Regions from separate parts of the Mus musculus genome. Here regions 1, 2 and 3 are each linked to region 4. The links are chromatin contacts, called in public Micro-C and promoter capture Hi-C maps. All regions are on one chromosome and are shown on one strand. The core of a region is the stretch at or near the end of the contact, and the rest is flanking DNA. Distances in the headings are between cores, read along the strand shown. Region 1 holds the start of Guca1b (guanylate cyclase activator 1B). Region 2 holds the start of Foxp4 (forkhead box P4). Region 3 holds the start of Runx2 (runt related transcription factor 2). Region 4 holds the start of Vegfa (vascular endothelial growth factor A).

What was found. Promoter capture Hi-C pulls out the DNA fragments that hold promoters and counts their contacts. A called contact is a pair of places that touch in the nucleus more often than the background predicts.
Region 1: a Micro-C map of embryonic stem cells shows a contact between it and region 4, with 5 times the contacts expected there. The contact joins the promoter of Guca1b here to the promoter of Vegfa in region 4.
Region 2: a contact with region 4 is called in a promoter capture Hi-C map of liver, with 2.2 times the contacts expected there. The contact joins the promoter of Foxp4 here to the promoter of Vegfa in region 4. A contact is called at or near these places in 2 of 39 promoter capture datasets (liver and pre-B cells) and 1 of 115 datasets of contacts at active chromatin or transcription factors (pancreatic cancer cells).
Region 3: a contact with region 4 is called in a promoter capture Hi-C map of embryonic stem cells, with 3 times the contacts expected there. The contact joins the promoter of Runx2 here to the promoter of Vegfa in region 4. A contact is called at or near these places in 1 of 39 promoter capture datasets (embryonic stem cells) and 1 of 115 datasets of contacts at active chromatin or transcription factors (pancreatic cancer cells).

The regions. Positions count from the first base shown.
Region 1 is chr17:47,383,294-47,388,515 of GRCm38.p6, reverse strand. Guca1b (guanylate cyclase activator 1B) reads right to left here and starts at 3,123. Exons shown (of 4, transcript NM_146079.1): 1 at 2,820-3,123. The coding sequence starts at 3,026.
Region 2 is chr17:47,922,296-47,927,028 of GRCm38.p6, reverse strand. It overlaps Foxp4 (forkhead box P4), which reads left to right and starts at 2,397. Exons shown (of 17, transcript NM_001110825.1): 1 at 2,397-2,823. It overlaps Gm46601 (a long non-coding RNA gene), which reads left to right and starts at 190. Exons shown (of 3, transcript XR_003952247.1): 1 at 190-275; 2 at 996-1,110; 3 at 1,215-1,555.
Region 3 is chr17:44,734,820-44,740,246 of GRCm38.p6, reverse strand. Runx2 (runt related transcription factor 2) reads left to right here and starts at 3,599. Exons shown (of 7, transcript NM_001145920.2): 1 at 3,599-5,014. The coding sequence starts at 4,613. RefSeq lists a cis regulatory region at 2,700-2,708 and a promoter at 1-3,844.
Region 4 is chr17:46,029,789-46,034,549 of GRCm38.p6, reverse strand. It overlaps Vegfa (vascular endothelial growth factor A), which reads left to right and starts at 2,173. Exons shown (of 7, transcript NM_009505.4): 1 at 2,173-3,259. The coding sequence starts at 2,660.

The DNA.
Region 1 (5,222 bases), core at 1,874-4,373, 1.4 Mb before region 4:
CAAGGAAGAGTGGAGGTGGAGATAGATGGAGGCAGGGGCAATCTCAAGTTTTAGGTCAGACTTAAGACCCTGTCTCAAAACAAACATGGGCTGGGGAGATGACTCAGCGGTAAGAGCACTGGCTCTTGCAGAGAACCTAGGCTCAATTCCCAGCACCCACAGGGCACCTCACAACTGTCTGTAGCTCCTGTTGCAGGGATCTGACATCTTCAGACTTACATACAGGCAAGTAAAACACCCATGTACATTAAAGAAAAGAAAAAAAAGATGCAGGCGTGAACATCTGACTCGGGCGAATCGGCTTCCTTTCTTGGATTGGATGAAGCAGGGTCTGTCTGCGCTGGGCTCACACTAGCTACGCTGTCCAGAGGCTGTACAGCATTGTGGGTCACACCCAGATGACCCCAGTTTTCTCGTCATTTAATTTAATTTAGACAAAAATCGATGACACCACTCCCTCGTGAGGCTCCTACAGCTTTGAGGAGAAGAGGAGGGGGTGGATCTGGGAGGTTTGGAGTTGGCTCTGTGCCCTGTGTCTCATGACTGGGGTCCCACTGACATGGCTGATCCCTCCATCAAGTGGCATTCACACTGAGTCGGTGTGGCACAAGCTCTTCTCCACCAAGGGTCACCGTCCTCACGGTCTCTTCAAATTACCCATGTATCCCCTCAATTCAGAGAGCAATTTATATACTGCCTCAGGGGCATCAGGTGTGGTGTTCCCTGTATTTAATCCCAGTACTCAGGAGGCTGAGGCAGGTGGAACTCTGAGTTCAAAGTCAGCCTGGTCTACATGGTGAGTTCCAGGTTAGCCAGGACTAGATAGGAAAACCCTGTCTCAAATAATACTAATTCTAATTCTAATACTAATACTAATAATCGGGCTGCTGAAATGGCTCAGTGGTTAAGAGCACTGACTGCTCTTCCGGAGGTCATGAGTTCAAATCCCAGCAACCACATGGTGGATCACAACCATCCGTAATGAGAAACAAATAAAGAACTTATGGGGCTGGCGTGAATGGGCCCAGAGCAAGAGGGAGAAAGGGAAGGGGAAAAATTCAACATAACACAATACCATAAAAAGGACTGCAGGACACTGGCCCAGACAAACTCTTAAATGAGGCCCTTTTTCCCATATAATTCTTTTTTTTTTTAATTTTTTTATTTTATGTGTGCAACTGTTTTGCCGGCACACATGTGTACCACAAGAGTGCCTGGTACCTGTGGAGGTCAGAAGTGGGCTCTGAATGCCCTGGAACTGGATTACAGATGGTCATGAGCTATCATGTGAGTGCTGGCAGCAAGTGCTCTTAACCACTCAGCCATGCCGTCAGCCCCTGAATTAAAATACTTCTCTGAAGCAAAGCTCAAGTCTAAGAGATTTGAATACAGATTTTACGCCCTAGGATTAAGAGAGAAGCAAGCTACTTGGGAAGACAGTGAGAGACGCTGAGAACAGGGACCTGGGCTTCTCAAAGGCATTGCCATGAGTTAGGAATGGGGAGGTGGCTCCGTCCACTAGACGCTGGCCATGCCAGTGTGAAGACCTGAGTTCCTTCCCTAGCTCCTACATCAAAGGCTGGGTGTGGGGGTGCGGGGTGCAGGGCTGGAGGCTTAGCAGTTAGGGCAGGTGCTTAATTCTCTTCTCAGCACCTCTGCGGGCAGTTCATAACCACCTGTAAACCCCAGTTTCATGGGAACCACACTGCCCTCTTGTGGTCCCCTCAGGCACTGCATGCACATGCACACACCTATATATGATTTAAAATCATTGCAAACACTGTCTGTAGTGGCACCTACTTACTGTTTGTCTCTGTGCTGAGAGAATAGACACAGGAGGGGGTTGGAGCTCTAGGTAATGAGATGGTGTCACAGAAACAGGCTGGCTGCGCCCTAGGGACTGACACCTGAGGTCAATCTCTGGTCTCCGTATGCATACAAGTGTACCCCTCCATTCGTGAAGGATGCATGCTCTCTCTCTCTCTCTCTCTCTCTCTCTCTCTCTCTCTCTCTCTCTCACACACACACACACACACAATTATTATCTGTGCATTAAGTAATTCAGTGCCTTTTGGCTGCCGGTGCCACTGGAAGGCATTTGATTTGTGCAATTCCCCATGACTTAAAGCATGGAGGAGAAGGCTCAGTAGTTAATTAAGAGTACTTACTGGTCTATCTGAGGACTGGTGTTTGGAACCCACCCACCCTACATTGGGTAGCTTGAAAATATGTGTAACTAGCTCTGATGTATCTGATGCCCCCTTCTGGCCTCCATGGGTACCTATACAACTTCACAGACACACACACACACACACACACACACACACACACACACACACACACACACACACACTGTCAGCTATCCCTTCCATATATATTTTTTAAAAACTTGAAAGTGCTTTTGCAACTATCCACTCTCCTCCCAGGCAAGTGAAGCCCCTGCCAGCATCCCCCAGAGGGAAGAACGGAGCAGCCGCCATCTGAAGGATCCTGGCAAGGTGCTCTTGATCTGAGATAAGAGAGCTTTGGGATCTCTCTCTCCCTTGTACTGAGAGCAGCAGAGGTTCTATCGGGTTTGTAAAAGCATGTCCTTTTGCTGCAAAGCCTTGGCCTAAAAAGCCCAGAGAAAACCCAGACTGTGTGCCAGTGACCTTCGGCCCTCAGGAAGATGTGAGGAGCCAGTAAGAAGAAGGGAGGGACGAATGATGGAGGGCGGCGGGGAGGGTGGGGGCAGGAGGGATGGAGAGGAGGGCAGCTGAGCGGAACTGTAGTCTCACTGAACGGGTGGGTCACAGGTCCTCCCCTGCTGGGTTCCTTACCCCATTCTTGTCGAAGGCTCGGAACATGCTCTCTACATACTGGCTGGCCTCCTCATTGCCCGTGACCTTGAAGAAGCGCTTGAACTCGTGCATGAAGAGCGTCCCACTGGGACACTCCACGACAAACTTCTTGTACCACTCCTGCAACTCCGCCACATCCATCTCCCCGGCCGCCTCCGCCTCTTCCCAGCTCAGCTGCTGCCCCATCCCGGCTTTTAGAAAGAGACTCAGCCAGGCCCGCTACCTCCTCCAAGTCCTCCGCTGACCTTAGGCTCCTCTCTCCTTGGTCTGAGCAGCCCTTTCACTGTCTCGGGGAAACTGAACTTGATTGGTTGTGAAGGGACCTCCAGAAGGGAGGGGCAGACCCCGGGCAGCTTAGCGGTGTAAAGACCATTAGGAGATTCCTGGGGAGGTCTGACCTCCAGAAAGCTAAGCTTCCTCTGCCTCGCCCCTCCACAGGTCCAGTGAGAGGCAGGCTATGAGGGTAAGAGCCTGGGGGATGGGGTGGGGTGGGGGCAGGGCTCTTGGTCCACCAGTGTCTGCAGCTCCCTTACAGACCATGCCTGAATCTTGAAGGACAGATGCGTCTCTCCAGCCCTTCTCTCCGTGATTGCTCCCATCCACTCCTGAGCACTAACCCGCGGGCAGGACCCAGGAGAGTGGTCCACAGTGTCTGCAAGGGCTCTGATACTAAAGGCCACATGACCTTGCTTTAAGCAGCGGTTACACATTCACTAGGTTGACCAAGCACATAGTTATTACATGCTGAATCAAGTACATATTCATTGCTCATGACTATAATCCCAGCACTGGAGAAGCAGAAGGGTCTCGAGTTCAAAACCACTCTGGGTTGCCCTGTTGACACAGGGGGACACTCCCACTCCCACCGCATCAATAACAAAAACAACCAAAGTAGATATTTATGCTATCTTTTAGATTTCATTTTTTGAGACAGGTTCTCACGTTGCAGTTCTGGCTAGCCTTGAATTCACTATGTAGACCAGAAAGGCCTTGAACTCACAGAGATCTACCTGTCGTCTCTAACTCTCAAATGCTGGGTGCTGGGATTAAAGGTGTTTCCTACCATGCTTGGCTAGATCTTATTTTTATTTTATGTAAAGAAGTGTGTGTGTGTGTGTGTGTGTGTGTGTGTGTGTGTAGCATCACATGTGTGCAGTGCTCATAGAGGCCAGAAGAGGTTGTCAGGTCCCCCAGACTGGAGTTAATTCATTGTGAGTCACCATGTGGGTGCTGGAAACTGAATCTGGGTACTCTGCAAGAACAAGTGTTTTTTTAATTATTGAGCCATCTCTCCAACATTTGTGCTTATTTTATTTTTTTTAAAAATGTGTTTTTATTATTTTAAAAATGTATGTGTGTGTGTATGGTGAGGGTTGTGCTCATGAGAGTGCAGTGCCCACTGAGGCCAGAAGAGGGCGGTAGATCTCTTGGAGCTGGAGTCACAGGCAGTTGTGAACCACCTAACATGTGTGCTCATATCGGAACTCAGGTCCTCTACAAGAGCAGAACAAGCTCCTAACCACTGAGCAATACCTCCAGCCCATTAGAACCTATGTTGGTTTTTAAGCCGTGTGAAGTAGTGCACACTTGTGAGCCTGTCCTTGGGATGGATGCTCATTGTGGAATTGGCCTGACCTCATGGCTCAGTGATCTTTGTCACCTGACACCCTGATTCCTTTGAATCTCACCATTAGTCTCCAGGTAAGGCCTCTACCTCCACTGTCATCCTTTCCAGGACTAGACACGTTTTCTCCCATGTCCCACATTTCTCTGGGCCTGAGGTTTGGGCTGGTGCTTTCCTTGTGCCCCACTGTTGTCTGCAATGGCCCCTGTCCCTCCTCAAACCACCTGCCCCAAGGCTGGAGAAGATGGCTCAGTAGTTAAGAGTCCTTTCTACTCTTCTGAAGAGACTGAGTTGGGTTCCCATTAACCACACTGAACAGTTTACAACTAACTGCCTGTGATTCCAGTTTCAGGGGGCTCCAATGCCTCTTCTGGCTTCTGCAGGCACCTGATATACATACCATCAAACACACACACCTAAGTAAAAATGAGGAAGAATGTAAATGTCTGTCCCTTTGAAGCCATGCCTTGCTGTTTTACTTTTTTCCCTCTCTGTCCTTCAACAGGGATGTCCCTGACTCAGGCAGCATTCCCATGACTGCCAAGTGAATGACTGGCCCTGCCCATGCCAACTCATGGGCCCTTGGCTTCCTCGGTTGTTTTTTGTTTGCTTAGCTAATTCTTTTGGGTCTGTGTGAGTACAGGCACACATGTACACAGCGTGTGCACGTAGAGGTCAGAGGGCATTTGCAGGAGTTGTCTGCTCCCTTTACCTCGTTGACTTAGGGTCTCTCTTATTTCTGCTGTTCTGTTTCCTAT
Region 2 (4,733 bases), core at 1,148-3,647, 1.9 Mb before region 4:
GCCCAAGGGTCCCTGGTTGTCTGTACACCATGATGCCACTCAGCTGCCTCTCCACACAAGGCAATACAAAGACCCTCCGGTTCAAGAGCTCCAGAATAAAACCCTGTCCGAGACAAACTGCTCCGGTTGGAACTGCTCCATCCAGCTAGGGTGTAAACTTCGACATGGCAAGTGTCCTTTTGGCCTCAGTTTCCTCCTAGATAAAGCAGAGCTAACAAAAGATCTTCCCTGTGGAATAATCATGAAGATTCAAGAGCCAGCATACCTGCCAGGAGGTAAGATTGACATGGTAGCTACTATCTAGTCCTTGACTTTGGTTGTTTGTTTTGGATTAAAAGATGTTTTAAAAACAAAAAAAAAATAACAATTTATTTTATGTGTGTGCATGCATGCGCAGAAGTCAGATAATACTTTCTTTTTTTATTAAGAATTATTTATTTATTCTATGAGTCCACTGTTGCTGTCTTCAGACACACCAGAAGAGGGCATCGGATCCCATTACAGATGGTTGTGAGCCATGTGGTTGCTGGGAATTGAACTCAGGACCTCTGGAAGAGCAGCCAGTGCTCTTAACCGCCCAAGAGAATACTTTCAAGATGTGGGTCCCAGGGTCCAACTTTAGGGAATTGATAGGTGTCTCTATCCATTGAGCAATCTGACCAGCACTGGTTTGGATTTTTGAAACCGGGCCTCTTGTAGCCCAAGCTGGCCTGGAACCCCATCTGTCGTTAAAGATGACCTTGAACTGCTGAACCTTCTGCCCTTACCACCCAAGAGCTGGCCACTACACCTACTGTCATTTGAGTTTCATTTCTACTGGACCGGTCACCATGCAGTCCAAATAAAAGAGCTGGGCTGTGGGCGTGGCTAGGTGGGAGAGCTTGTGTTTAGCACTTCCGGAGGCGATTTGCTCAACGCATCCCGCAACGCAAATACCTAAACAAGCTGCACAGCAGCCCTATCCAGCTTGACATCTGTGTGTCTCCAAATTTCAGCAGGGTCTATGTTTGCCCTCTTTGTGTCTGTCCACTTGCGCAAACAGAGATGCTTCAGAGCTGGGTTGTAACTACCACCTTTCAGCTCCTGGCCCACGGAAAAGGGGCAGAATAGGTGAGCAGAAATTGCTTAAGCTGTTATCTCAGAAACCCGTTTTTGTTGTTGTTGTTGTGTTTTTTTTTTTTTTAAGAGTTTTCTCCAAAATATGTTATCCCCAGGAAACCAGGCCCAGTCCTTACCCAGTTCATCCTCCATGGGGTCTGCCTGCCCTTGGTCACCTGCCTCAAGGTAACCCGAAGCCAACAGGGTCTCCCAGAGTCACTGCCTTCCTGTGCTCAACCCATAACTTCTCTGGGCAGGGTGGGCCAAACACGGAGGGTCCCTGAGGCGTGCCCCTCACCTCTTCACACACCCGAAAGGGAAGATGTTTGGGTAGAGAGTGGGAGGATTTTTTTTCTCTCTCTCTCAGTTCTCCACCAGTCTGAGCCTGGCTCCTGCTACCCAATTTAGTCCTCCCCCTCGGAACCTGGGCCTTTCCGTGCCCGGACTTCCCCCTCCCAACCCAAACACACACCAGCGTCCCCAACCCCACCCCCACCCCCATCCTCACGGTCCCCCTGGGCACAAGCGGTATTCAGGGACGCCAAGTTTTGTTTACAATCTAATTTGTTCAGATAATTGCCTCGACTTTGCTCTGTGCTTGGCCCGCGTGGATCCAGCCTGAAGCCCTTTCTCCATCGGTTCTCACAGCACTTTATAGGAAATTCCCCTTTGCAGACCGAGGCGGCAGCGCGTGCGCGCCGGGATGGGAGAAAAGACTGTTCACAAAGCCCAGAAAGAGCCTCCCCAGCCCCAGCCCCCACACAGTGGGGAGTCAGAGGGAGGCGCGGCAGGGCCCGCGCTGGACGTCGGCTTCGGACTGGGGGGGGGGGGGTCCTGACCACTCCCCGCGCCAGGCGCAGCCCGCCCGAAACCAGTGAACCGTGTGCCAGCAGGACTTGGCCGTACCTCCAGGTTCCAGGAAAAGGCCAGAGTTAATAAAGCCTCCCATCGGATGGGTCCCCAGTCCACTGTGAAACTCTACGGCCTATCGACTTTGGCAGATCGGTAGCCCCACGTCCCCATTTTTTCCTTCCCCAAAGTTTGGTCCACGTGGTCCTCTTCGGCTTGCCGCTGGCCGCCTCTCAGGGGGAAAAGTGGCTGCACCTGCTTTAGGCGAATTATGGTAGCACTAGAAGTTAGTCTCCCCTCCCTCCGCCGCTCGCTCGTTCGCTCCCTCCTCCCTGTCGCTCGGCGCGCTCCCTCCTTCCCTCCACCCCTCCGGTCCCCCCGCCCGGTGTGCCCCGCCCGCGCGCCGATCGCTCGCAGCCACTCGCAGCCGGGGCTCAGTCGCAGCCCCTCGGAGTCCGGAGCCGGTCGCCCCTACGGACCGGACAGTGCCACCAGCTGCCGGGACGGAGCCCCCCAACACGCGATCAGGGCGCGGCGCAGGCGGCCGCGGCGCGGCGGGGAGGAGCCCGGGCCGGAACCAGGGCTGGGCCGGGGGCGGGGACGCCGGGGTCCCGGAGCCCCGGAGCCGGAGCGAGCTCAGGAGCGTCGCCGGAGCCCGGGGAAGGACGATCGGAAGCTGGAGAGAGCCAAGCCATCCTCCAAAGTGCGATGCCCCCAAGGGGCTAAGGCGCGCGGCGATCGGCGCTAGAAAGATCGCTTCGGAGCGCAGGGGCAGCCCCGGCGAGTGGCGGCGGGCCCGGGCTGCGACCCGAGCGAGCCCCATGCCCCGTGCGGGCTGACGGGCCGGAGCCCGCACTGAGCGGCCGGGCCGGACAGGTAGGTGGCCGATTCAGGGACCCCAGGGATCCGGGTGGGGGCTGGGCCGGGGACTCGTCCAACTCCCTAGCTCGCTCACTCTCTCGCCTGCTCCCCGGCTCACTTTGTGTTTGCAAACTGCCCGCCCGAGGCGCGTCGGCCGCCGGAGGAGCCCGGCCCCGGGCCGGAGCACTTTGTTCCAGCTGGGCCGGCCGCGGAGCACTGACCCTGGTGAGTTGAGAGACCCTGCCCCCGGCCCGGGCCCCCAGCCGATCGGAGCTGTCTGGGGAACAGGTGGGGGCTGAGGCGCGGGGCTGGGGGGCAGCGGGAAGCTGGCCGGGGCGGAGGGGGGGCGGCTTGGAGAAGCCACTGAGGCCCGCCCTGCCCCAAGAATCTGGGCTCCGCCCCCTCCTGGCCTCGCTGCTGGGAATGGGGTGTTAGGGGGCGCGACCCCCCCTCCCGGAGTGAGACAAAGAATACTTCCCGGCCCGGACTTTCCTGAGCCGGGAAGGGAAGTGGTGAACTGGGATCCCCCCAAGTCCAGTCTGCACGGGACTCCCCAGGACAAACAGAAAGACTTGAGTCTGTGTGTGTGTGTTGGTGTGTGTGTTGGGGGGGGCAACAATCTCAAACACCTCATCGCCTTGGTTTGTGGAGGTCACACTTCGAAAGTGCTGAGACTAGTCAACCTCCCCCCCCACTCCCGCATCTCTTAATCAGATCTGAGATAAAGCGGAAAACTTCTTGGGGACTTGAGAGAGACTGGTAATGGCCCCTGTGATTTATTTATTTATTTATTTATTTATTTATTTACGTGCGCCGGAGCTGATCGGTGGGGAACTAATCTAGTGGATACCCTCCTCATTCGGACAGAGCTCCTGCGGGGTAGTGTGAGGTTTGAGAGTGAGGGAATAAGGTAACGGAGAGTGGGCCCAAGGCCACCAGAGATGAAGCTGCCGGAGTGAGCAGTGGAGTCCATTCCCCCAGACTGAAGACTCTGGTGACTCGTGAGACAGTCTCCCCAGCGTCCCTCTGGCCCGCGGCCATCCTCCGCGGCGCTCAAATCTTGCACTTTGCTTCTCCGTAAAACTTGTACTTCTTGAGCTTCACTGGAGGAGAACCTGGTGGCACCCGGTGGTGAGGTGTCCTGGGAGACCCGGGGCCGTGGCCACCTGTGTGAAGGAACGTGTGATTTCGTGGGACGCGGATTCTGAGGCAAAGGCTCTAACCATCACAGATTGACCTCCTCCCACCCCCCACCCCCCACCACCCCACCCCGAAACTGAAGCGACCTCGTGAACACTCTGCTATTGCATCCGGCGACTCTGTAGGTTGGGAGGTCGGGGATATCAGCGGGGTTTCTTTCTCTCAGACAGTGCCCCTCTTCTTTGCACCCTGGGCCTCTTGCGCCAACACTGCCCTGTGGGTTTCCAGGTTCCCTTCCTTGGCACCTGGGATTTCAGATATCTGGAGATCAGCGCTTGTGGCGTGCACCCCTGCACCGGTCCGGACCCGGCGGACCGCGGCGCTCTGATCCGAGCTGGGTAGTGGACTTGGGGGCCGGGAGGAACAAACCTGATTCCGAGCCATCGTTTGGCGGTTCCGGAGCAATCCCAGAAGAATTTTGACTAATGCGGGATTTTTTTTAACCTCGAATTTAAAGCGTCTTTGCCCGGGTTGCAGAGCACCCGCCTAGATTGGCAACCGACGGTGTTGGGTCTGTAATTCAGGGTCGGGAGAGAGAATGCAGTTTCAGCGACAGTCGCTGTGGTTTGCCCGAGTGTCCCATGAAAAAAGGAACGGGTGGTCCACGCTGTTCCGCCGCTTCCTGGCGAAGCTTAATCTTCCATCACCCCCTTCCCATCCCCACCCACGTGAATCTCAGTGGGTTGGCCCCATGGCCTAGGTACCCGCCGCACCGGCATTTTAAG
Region 3 (5,427 bases), core at 2,350-4,849, 1.3 Mb after region 4:
AAGTTGCCAGGTGTTATCACAAAACAGTTATATTAACATTAAGAAGGGGCTATGCTTGTATCTTTCACAGTAGTCAAATCTTCAGAAAAAATGTATTTATTTTAGTGCTGTAACCTACAACTGAAAAGAAGAATATTTGTACAGAGGAATCTAGTGGGTGTTTTTTTTTTTTTTTAGAAGTGTGTGTATGTGTTGCAGGGTGTATATATAGGATGTGTGTAAGGTGTGTATGTGTGTATAGGGGGTGTGTAGGTTATGTGTATATATAGGGTGTGTATTCGTAGGGAATGTATTTAGGGTGTGTATTCATAGGGTATGTATATAGGGGGTTTGTGTATGTGTAGGGTGAGTATAGGGTATGTTTGGGGTGTATGTGTATAGGATGTGTGTGTGTGTGTGTGTGTGTGTGTGTGTGTGTGTGTAGATGCATGCCTGTAGTGGCCAAAGGTCACCCTCTAGCGTGATCCCTCACATGTAATCCACCCTGTCCTCTAAGGCAGGCTCTTACTGGCCTGGGCCCCTTGAGTCAGCTAGGCTGTCTAGGCAGCAGGTCCCAGGGATTAGCCTAGCTTGCCTTCCCAGCACTAGGGTTCAAACACCATCTTATTTTGATATCTGGGTGAGTGGGGCTTAGGCACTGGCTTCAGGACCTCCTGTGCCTGCAGTAAGCACTTTACTGAGTGAGCTGTACTCTCAGTCAGCCCTTGGTTAGAACATTTTCACGTAGGAAAAAAAAAATCTAAGAGACTTAGCATTTCATGGCAGCAGTAAGGACGCATACACAAAAGCCCCCACGTTTTTTTCCTATGCTTTTACTGCTAGGGGAAGTTTGAGGGAAGGGGCTGTGGAAATGTTTCCTACTTGAAGTTTAATGTTCAGAGCAAAGACCACGCCAGTTCCAGCTGAGAGCAAGAGCGCTCTTGAAAGCAGACTGAAATCCAGATACCTGAGCCGTTGGTAGGGCATTCAGTGGAAAATTTCATTTCCACATTATAAATAACTGTAGGATATTTTAAGGGATCCAAGACTGGGAACTTCCAAGAGCTGCTTACATTAGTTCTACTGAAATGTTTAATGGAGGGAGGATGCCCAGCAAGGCTATAAAGCTGAATTACCGGATATGATTAATTAAAATAAATAATCTCACCATTGATTAAATTGCCCTTAAAATCCCCAACCATTGAGGCCTGCATGTCTCATTATGCATCAAGTAAAAAAGGGGGAGCATGGAGTGGTGGTAACTAAACAGCAATGGCGGGAAAGCAAAGGTCCCCAAGATAGGATTTCTTATATTCAAACGACTGTAGAGTTTCTTGTTGGAAAAAGCCCCACTCTGGGAGCCCCTATTTGAAACATGGGCCGTTTCTCAGTTCTGTCAGTTTGTGGAAGTCCCTTGTTCTGTGGGTTTCCTGGGAGGAGAACAAAATACCCTCTCCCACTATCGACACTATCGATTTCTGGGGACTCTCTGCTCTTCTGCAGTTCCCAACACTTAAAATGAGGGGCAATGAAAGCAAGCCATCTCTGTGGGCTGTGCCACTAAAGAAAGCTGTCCCACTAAGGGCAGGAGGGGTAGGTATGTAATTGAGTCATGACGTCAGGTTATGAATTTGCGAGGATACAAGTTAGTTTGGGTGCAGTTTCTCTCTTAGATGGGTTAGGAAGCCTGGCTTCCTTTTCTAGGCTGGCGTCTATGGCTGGGGCGATTAGTGCAAGGGAGCGCACACACGCGGTGAGGCAGTATTCAGGCTTAGAGCTCTCCCCTGTGATCAAAAAGATATTTAAAGTAGCACCCTTAGGAGACAGCTCAGTAACTCGCTCCACCTGTAATGTATATCGGGAGTGAGCGCTAGGGACACAGAGGCCACCAGCTACGAGGAAGTCGGGTGGGAGATGTGGGCGCCACAGGTAGTGGCATAGAGGAGCGGGCAGTGGAAGAAGAGGGAGACTGAGTGGCTCAGGGAGGTGACTCAAGTCTGAGGGAGGACTGGTGGAAGAATCCGGAAAGAGAGCAAGAGACAAGGAAAGACCGACATGGGACGTGGGCGGCGGCGGCGGCGGCGGGGGGGGGGGGGGTTTGCATAGTTGTAAGTGGTGCAAGCAGAAAGGGGAGGCAGAAGCAGTGACTCAAAGGGGGAGGGCACAGGAGTGCTCCCCAGTATCATCCCTAGCCTGTGAGAGAGCAAGCAGTCACACTCAACTCTGTCCACTCCTCAACCCCCAGAGCGCCTCTCAGGCACAGGAGCACGGGTCCCCAGACCATCTGAGCACAGCGATCCACTTTTTGTATTTTCTAGTCTCGAGTTGCAAAGAGGCGCAAACAACCTCTTTTGCGCGCTCCGGGTACCTTTTCTGGGCCCTGCTGGGCGCGCGGGGAGGGAAGGTCAGAGAGTGGCAACTGCGCTAGGGAGGGTCATGACAGGTCCCTTGCTGAATTTGGAAGGCATTTGCACCCCAGCAGTAAAAGCCCCAAATTAATGGCTACGTGAAGAGCTTTAAATAAGACGGATGGTGAGAAATGTTACCCAGCTAGCCCTCTTCTTTAGTCCTCCTAGGGGACGACTCCCAATTTTTCATTGATTTCACCAAATCACAGTTGCGTCAACTACCTTGTTACGAATCGCCGGGGATTTTGGTAAAATGATTCTATTTGGAAGCGTTGGAAGTTTTAAAATAATAGGTTAGGCAAGACATATAACAGAACATCACGCTGAGAGGTGAGCCAGCCCGATATTGCTTCTGCCTGGTTCTTGGGGTGTATCAGCCTCCGGCGGATTTCCCGGCTTCTGTGGGCGCCGCCGCACGTTGTTTGATTTGTTTTGAAGGCTCAGAATTTGAGGCTGGTCGGAGACACCCACGTGCTTCTGATTCCCATCAGTATAATGATCGCCTCAGTTTGAGTCGTGTCTATATAAACCACAAAAACCTAATCATTAGAAATCCCAGCCTCCAAAAACCACATTTTAGGTAAAAAAACAAACAAAAAAAAAAAAAACAAACAAAAAAAAAACAAAACTGCTGCCGCTCCCCGCACTCCTTCATCTCTCAACCACAATCTTTTGGGGATTCCAAAATCGCCTCCCCCCATAACGCCGGGAAACAAAAACATAAATAAATAATTACTGAACTTTTTTTTAAACTTTTTATTTTTAACCCCCCAAAGTGGGGAGTGGCTAGAAAGACAGTTAGACACTAGACTTAGTCTGAGACGAAGACTACACTTAATAAAAGATTGGGAAATGAATGGATAACCGCTGTGTATTCCCCCTTTCCCAGCAAGCATTTTATCAACTTACAACTTATTTTAATTACCAAGCTGTCATTTTTTAGTTCTTTTTATTAAAAAAGCAACCCATCCTTATTCTCCAATAATGACAAGAAGGAATATATAAGAAAAGTGTCCAGACATCCGTTAGAGTTTCTAAAACTATTTTGACAAACACTCCTGTCACCCATTTTGGTGTCACCTAAGGGGGGGCACTCCCGAAGCCTGTAAAAACCTGCCCCCCGCCCCAACCAATGTGGGGTGGGGTTGGGGGCAGGGTGAAGAGTGCTCAGAAGTCAACGTGGAGACTTGAGAATTTCCCTTCCTCCTCTCCTGAAGTTAACAACGAAAAATTAACGCCAGTCGGAGCAGCCTGAGGCTCTCCCGCTTCTCAGCTTTAGCGTCGTCAGACCGAGAAGTGGTTCCCGGTCCTGAGGGTGAAGTGGGGAGCCGAGGACGCAGGCGGCGATGTCCTAGGCGGGGACCTCCTCCCTACAGCTTCGGGCGCCGAGCGAGCGCAGCGGCGCTTCTAGCGGCCGGCGGGCGGCGGCAGCGGCTGCGATCCGCAGGCTCCAGATCTGTCGCCCCGAGATCCGCTCTCCCCCCGCCCCCACTTACCTCCCGGCACCTTGAAACGCGAGGGGGGCCCGGGGCACTTTGCAAAGAGCAGGAGAGACGAGGCTGCGAGCTAGACGGCGGCGAAGGAGAGGGCGAGAGGAGAAGCCGGGGAAAGGAAGGACTCGGCGGCCGGAGGACTCGGAGCGCGCTGCCGGCGCGGGGAGCGCGCAGCGGCCTCGGAGGAGGAGGCGGAGGAGGCGGCGCGGGCAAGCGACGGCGCCGCGAGCTGGGCAGCCGCGCTCTGCTTGGCGGTGGCGGACAGCGAGGAGCCACACGCACCGCCGAGATGGACTGCTGAACCTGCGGGGCTCCACTACCGTACTGGAACCCGGAGCGGGGCGCCAGCGCACCCAGGACACGGTGCCCCAAGGGGCCCCTACTGCAAGCTGTTAACTTCAAGTCCCTTGCGGCGGCTGGGCCAAACACGCCCCCGCGTCCCGCTCGTTGCAGCCACCGCCAGGGACTCCCAAGCCTCCCGGTGGAGATCCGCGCCTCTCGGGTGTCCCCACCCGCTACCCCGACTCTGTCCGGTCTCCAGTCGCCGGCCCCCAGCAGACTCCGCCCGGCACACGGCTTCCTCGAACTTGATTTCTCACCTCCTCTGTCCCGTCACCTCCATCCTCTTTCCGCCCCCGTCTCGCCTCCACCCCCTCGATTTCCTCCTCCTCGCCCCCCATTTCCACCCTCCTCCCCCTCCCCCGGCCACTTCGCTAACTTGTGGCTGTTGTGATGCGTATTCCTGTAGATCCGAGCACCAGCCGGCGCTTCAGCCCCCCCTCCAGCAGCCTGCAGCCCGGCAAGATGAGCGACGTGAGCCCGGTGGTGGCTGCGCAGCAGCAGCAACAGCAGCAGCAGCAGCAGCAACAGCAGCAGCAACAACAGCAACAGCAACAACAGCAGCAGCAGCAGCAGCAGCAGGAGGCGGCCGCAGCAGCAGCGGCGGCAGCGGCGGCGGCAGCAGCGGCGGCGGCCGCAGTGCCCCGATTGAGGCCGCCGCACGACAACCGCACCATGGTGGAGATCATCGCGGACCACCCGGCCGAACTGGTCCGCACCGACAGTCCCAACTTCCTGTGCTCCGTGCTGCCCTCGCACTGGCGGTGCAACAAGACCCTGCCCGTGGCCTTCAAGGTAAGAGACTGGTCACCCCCAGATCCTGGCCCGGCCCCATGGAACCTTCCCGCCGTGGTCTCGGTGCCCATGGGTGTCCTCCAAGACTCCAGCCTTGGTGGCTCCACTCAGGGGACCGAGGTGGCTCTGATCTACATACCCCGCAGCGGCCACCGCGAGCAGATCCCCCTTCTCACCTGTGCGCCCACTACCATGTAAGCCTAGGTTCCCTTGCTTCTTCATCCTTCAGTCTTCCAGGCGCGGTTCTTGCCTCTTTCCCTGCTGTGAGACTCCTGGGCCCCCAGACGCCCCGAGGCGCCCACTGTGAGCTGCAAGCTTCCTCCCGCCCCCTTCTCCCGGGGTCTCCTCACTCCACACGGGCATCCCGGCCTCTCCTCTCCGGGATTCTGTGCGCTCCTTCCCGCTTTCCCCTT
Region 4 (4,761 bases), core at 924-3,423:
CTTCATAACTGTAATTTTGTTACTATTATGGATCATAATGTAACTCTCTGACATGCAGGCCATCTGATATGCGACCCCTGTGAAAGGGTTGTTGGACAGTCCCTCCAAAGGGTTGAGGGTTGAGAATCACAGCTGGAGGAGGTGGAGATGAGAAGGGCAGCGCTTTGGGAGCCTTCAGTGTCTACAGCCTCTGTTATGCCACGATGAGAGACAGGGGCCCCCTGACAGGGAGCTACATTTGGTGTTCTTGCGGTTAGAGACAGACACGTGAGACATTTGGTGGCTTTCCTTTCTGACTCCTCTTAGTTGCTTAGAGCAGGGATCAGGATCAGGTGAGGAAACCCACAGGAGGGCTCTGGACCAGCAAACATTTACTAACTACTACTTTCCCTGCTACAAGAGAGCCATCCAGGAGGGGACTCGGGACTAGTAATGATGGGCAGGAAGGGATAGCGTGAGGAGCCAGCTCCCTTCCTCATAAGATCCTCATACTACTGCTCCATTGGAATTGGGGTGCCCAAGAGGTGCCAGCACCCACCCAGCTTCAGTACTGTGTGCAGAGGGATGGAGATAGTGGATTACACTGGGGGGGGGGGCAATAGGAAGATTGTTGAGTTCTCTTTCTCAGAAGTCCAGCAGATCTGGGTGAGGGCTGGGACTGGTTGGTCCCTCTCTTCCCACAGGTATCGGAGCCCCCTCTTGTTCCCAGGGGAGCCTAGGAGCAGCTGGGCCAAAGCCCAACCAGGAATTTTTCCAGGCTGGTTCCTATATCCAAGGGTGGGTTAGAGGTGGGGGTTTTGGAGAGCTCTTAAGGAAGACACTGAGGACATGGAGAAGGGGACTTAGTAGAAAGAGAGGGGACAGAGCCACACGGGCTAAGTGTGCAAGCATAGAGAAATAGCCAAGGGTTTTAGGGAGAATGGGAGGACAGAGTACACCCCTGAATTCTGTTTAGAAGATGAACCGTAAGCCTAGGCTAGAACTGAGGGAGCCTCTACTCCCACCCTTCCGAGGGTTGGCGGCAGCGCTGGGCAGCTGGCCTACCTACCTTTCTGAATGCTAGGGTAGGTTTGAATCACCATGCCGGCCTGGCCCGCTTCTGCCCCCATTGGCACCCTGGCTTCAGTTCCCTGGCAACATCTCTGTGTGTGTGTGTGTGTGTGTGTGAGAGAGAGAGATCAGGAGGAACAAGGGCCTCTGTCTGCCCAGCTGTCTCTCCTTCAGGGCTCTGCCAGACTACACAGTGCATACGTGGGTTTCCACAGGTCGTCTCACTCCCCGCCACTGACTAACTCCAGAACTCCACTTCCCGTTCTCAGTGCCACAAATTTGGTGCCAAATTCTCTCCAGAGAAGCCTCTCTGGAAACTTCCCAGAGGATCCCATTCACCCCAGGGCCCTAGCTCCTGATGACTGCAGATCAGACAAGGGCTCAGATAAGCATACTCCCCCCCCCCCGTAACCCCCTCCCCACATATAAACCTAGAGTTATGCTTCCGAGGTCAAACACGCAACTTTTTGGGTGTGTGTGTATGTCAGAAACACGCAATTATTTGGGAGCTCAAAGTCTGCCGCACTCAAGAATCAACTCTCACCCCCTTTCCAAGACCCGTGCCATTTGAGCAAGAGTTGGGGTGTGCATAATGTAGTCACTAGGGGGCGCTCGGCCATCACGGGGAGATCGTGAACTTGGGCGAGCCGAGTCTGCGTGAGGGAGGACGCGTGTGTCAATGTGAGTGCGTGCATGCATGTGTGTGTGTGTGTAGTGTGTTTGTGAGGTGGGGGAGAAAGCCAGGGGTCACTCTAGTTGTCCCTATCCTCATACGTCCCTGCCAGCTCTCCGCCTTCCAACCCCTACTTTCTCCTATATTCCTGGGAAAGGGAATTGTTCTTAGACCCTGTCCGCATATAACCTCACTCTCCTGTCTCCCCTGATTCCCAATACTCTGGGATTCCCAGTGTGTTCCTGAGCCCAGTTTGAAGGGGTGCACAGATAATTTTGAGGCCGTGGACCCTGGTAAGGGGTTTAGCTTTCCATTTCGCGGTAGTGGCCTAGGGGCTCCCCGAAAGGCGGTGCCTGGCTCCACCAGACCGCTCCCCGGGGCGGGTCTGGGCGGGGCTTGGGGGTGGAGCTAGATTTCCTCTTTTTCTTCCACCGCTGTTACCGGTGAGAAGCGCAGAGGCTTGGGGCAGCCGAGCTGCAGCGAGGCCGCGGCACTGGGGGCGAGCTGAGCGGCGGCAGCGGAGCTCTGTCGCGAGACGCAGCGACAAGGCAGACTATTCAGCGGACTCACCAGCCCGGGAGTCTGTGCTCTGGGATTTGATATTCAAACCTCTTAATTTTTTTTTCTTAAACTGTATTGTTTTACGCTTTAATTTATTTTTGCTTCCTATTCCCCTCTTAAATCGTGCCAACGGTTTGAGGAGGTTGGTTCTTCACTCCCTCAAATCACTTCGGATTGTGGAAATCAGCAGACGAAAGAGGTATCAAGAGCTCCAGAGAGAAGTCAAGGAAGAGAGAGAGAGACCGGTCAGAGAGAGCGCGCTGGCGAGCGAACAGAGAGAGGGACAGGGGCAAAGTGACTGACCTGCTTTTGGGGGTGACCGCCAGAGCGCGGCGTGAGCCCTCCCCCTTGGGATCTTGCATCGGACCAGTCGCGCTGACGGACAGACAGACAGACACCGCCCCCAGCCCCAGCGCCCACCTCCTCGCCGGCGGGCTGCCGACGGTGGACGCGGCGGCGAGCCGCGAGGAACCGAAGCCCGCGCCCGGAGGCGGGGTGGAGGGGGTCGGGGCTCGCGGGATTGCACGGAAACTTTTCGTCCAACTTCTGGGCTCTTCTCGCTCCGTAGTAGCCGTGGTCTGCGCCGCAGGAGACAAACCGATCGGAGCTGGGAGAAGTGCTAGCTCGGGCCTGGAGAAGCCGGGGCCCGAGAAGAGAGGGGAGGAAGAGAAGGAAGAGGAGAGGGGGCCGCAGTGGGCGCTCGGCTCTCAGGAGCCGAGCTCATGGACGGGTGAGGCGGCCGTGTGCGCAGACAGTGCTCCAGCCGCGCGCGCGCCCCAGGCCCCGGCCCGGGCCTCGGTTCCAGAAGGGAGAGGAGCCCGCCAAGGCGCGCAAGAGAGCGGGCTGCCTCGCAGTCCGAGCCGGAGAGGGAGCGCGAGCCGCGCCGGCCCCGGACGGGCCTCCGAAACCATGAACTTTCTGCTCTCTTGGGTGCACTGGACCCTGGCTTTACTGCTGTACCTCCACCATGCCAAGGTAAGCGGTCGTGCCCGTCTGCTGTCGCCGGGCCGTGGCGAGCGCCTCTCCCGCTTGGGGACGTGCGTGCGTGCGAGCGCGCGCGTGGGGGGCTTCGTGCCCCACGCGGGTCCTTGGGCACCGGGCGCGAGGCGTCCCCCTCTGTCGTCGTACGTGGAGGGGGAGGGGGTGCGCGCTAGGTGGGAGGGCGCCAGGATCGTCTCGCCGCCCACGCGGGCCCTGCCCACCCACCAGAGTCACCGCACGTACGATCTGGGCCGAGCAGCGGAGGGCGGGAGCCAGAGGAGGAGGCTGAGGGGGCTGGGCTTGTGCCGAGGCTGGCGGCAGAAGTTTGCTCCGGGTCGCGGGTCCCCGGAGAACTGGAAGTCCGGGCAAAGGGGGCGGGAGTCCGGAGCCCAGCGGGCATGCCTGGGGGTGCTCGGACCTTGGACCCGGGGAGGGCAGAGATCGTGGAGGGGGCAGGGCGCGGGCGACCGAGGGGGCTTTGCTGTCACTGCCGTTTGGGTCTCTGAGGCCCTTGCAGTGAGTTTGGGGAAAGTTTTAGGATGGATTGCTGCGGGGACCCTCTCCCACCGCTCTAGCTTGTTGGGCCACCTGCACCGCGCCACCCCCTCCCGTCCCCGCTCGCGTCCCGCGCGGTGCCCGCCCTCCCCCGCCTGGCCGGGCGCGCGCGGCGCAGAGCCGATTACATCAGCCCGGGCCTGGCCGGCCTCGTGTTCCCGGAGCCGCGGCTGCCGGAGCCCGGAGACCCGGGCGACGAGCGGCGCCCCTCCCCCCACCGGCCCTCCGCGAGGAAGGTGACCTCTGGAGGTATCCCCAGCTCCGGGACCCGGAGAAACTCCCATACCTCTTTCCTCCGTTCCCAACTTCTACCCGTGCCTCGCGCTAGGAAGAATTTCCCGACGCCCCTTCCCCCTTTTCCCCATTTCCTGCCTGGTGTAAAAAGAGAAGCCCTTCCCACCCTTTTATATTTTCCTTTTCTTTGCGAAGACTCATCGGACCTTTCCTGGACCCAGGGTCCAGGAAAAGGACGGTGACTGTCAGGCGTGGGGGTGCTGAGGCCCACCCTCGGGTTCTTTGTGGAAACGCTGACCTAAGTTTTGAGTTGGTGAAGGTGTGCTCCCTCCTCCCCTCACAGCTGTGCTTCAGGTTTTTTTTTTTTTTTGCGGGGGGGGGGGTGGATCAACGAAGGGTGGACTGACATCACCCCATTTCCCACCCCCACCCCCCCTTTGGAAACATGACTTGATATTTGCTCTGACAGGGGCAGCCTGGAACCAGCCCTTTCCCATACCTTTGGCAGGATCCCTTGTCAGTCAGTATCTCTCACACACTTTGTCCTGGCAAAGCCCGATGCCCAGAGAGCAGGTGGTTTAACTGCGAACTTGCCCACCCAACTTGCCTACCAAAGGGTCCTTTCATGCTTATTTCCACGAAGCTTCAGTTGTAGAGCCTTCTTGGAAAGGAGGCAGAAGGAAGGAGAAGGGCAGGTGTCCCTGCCA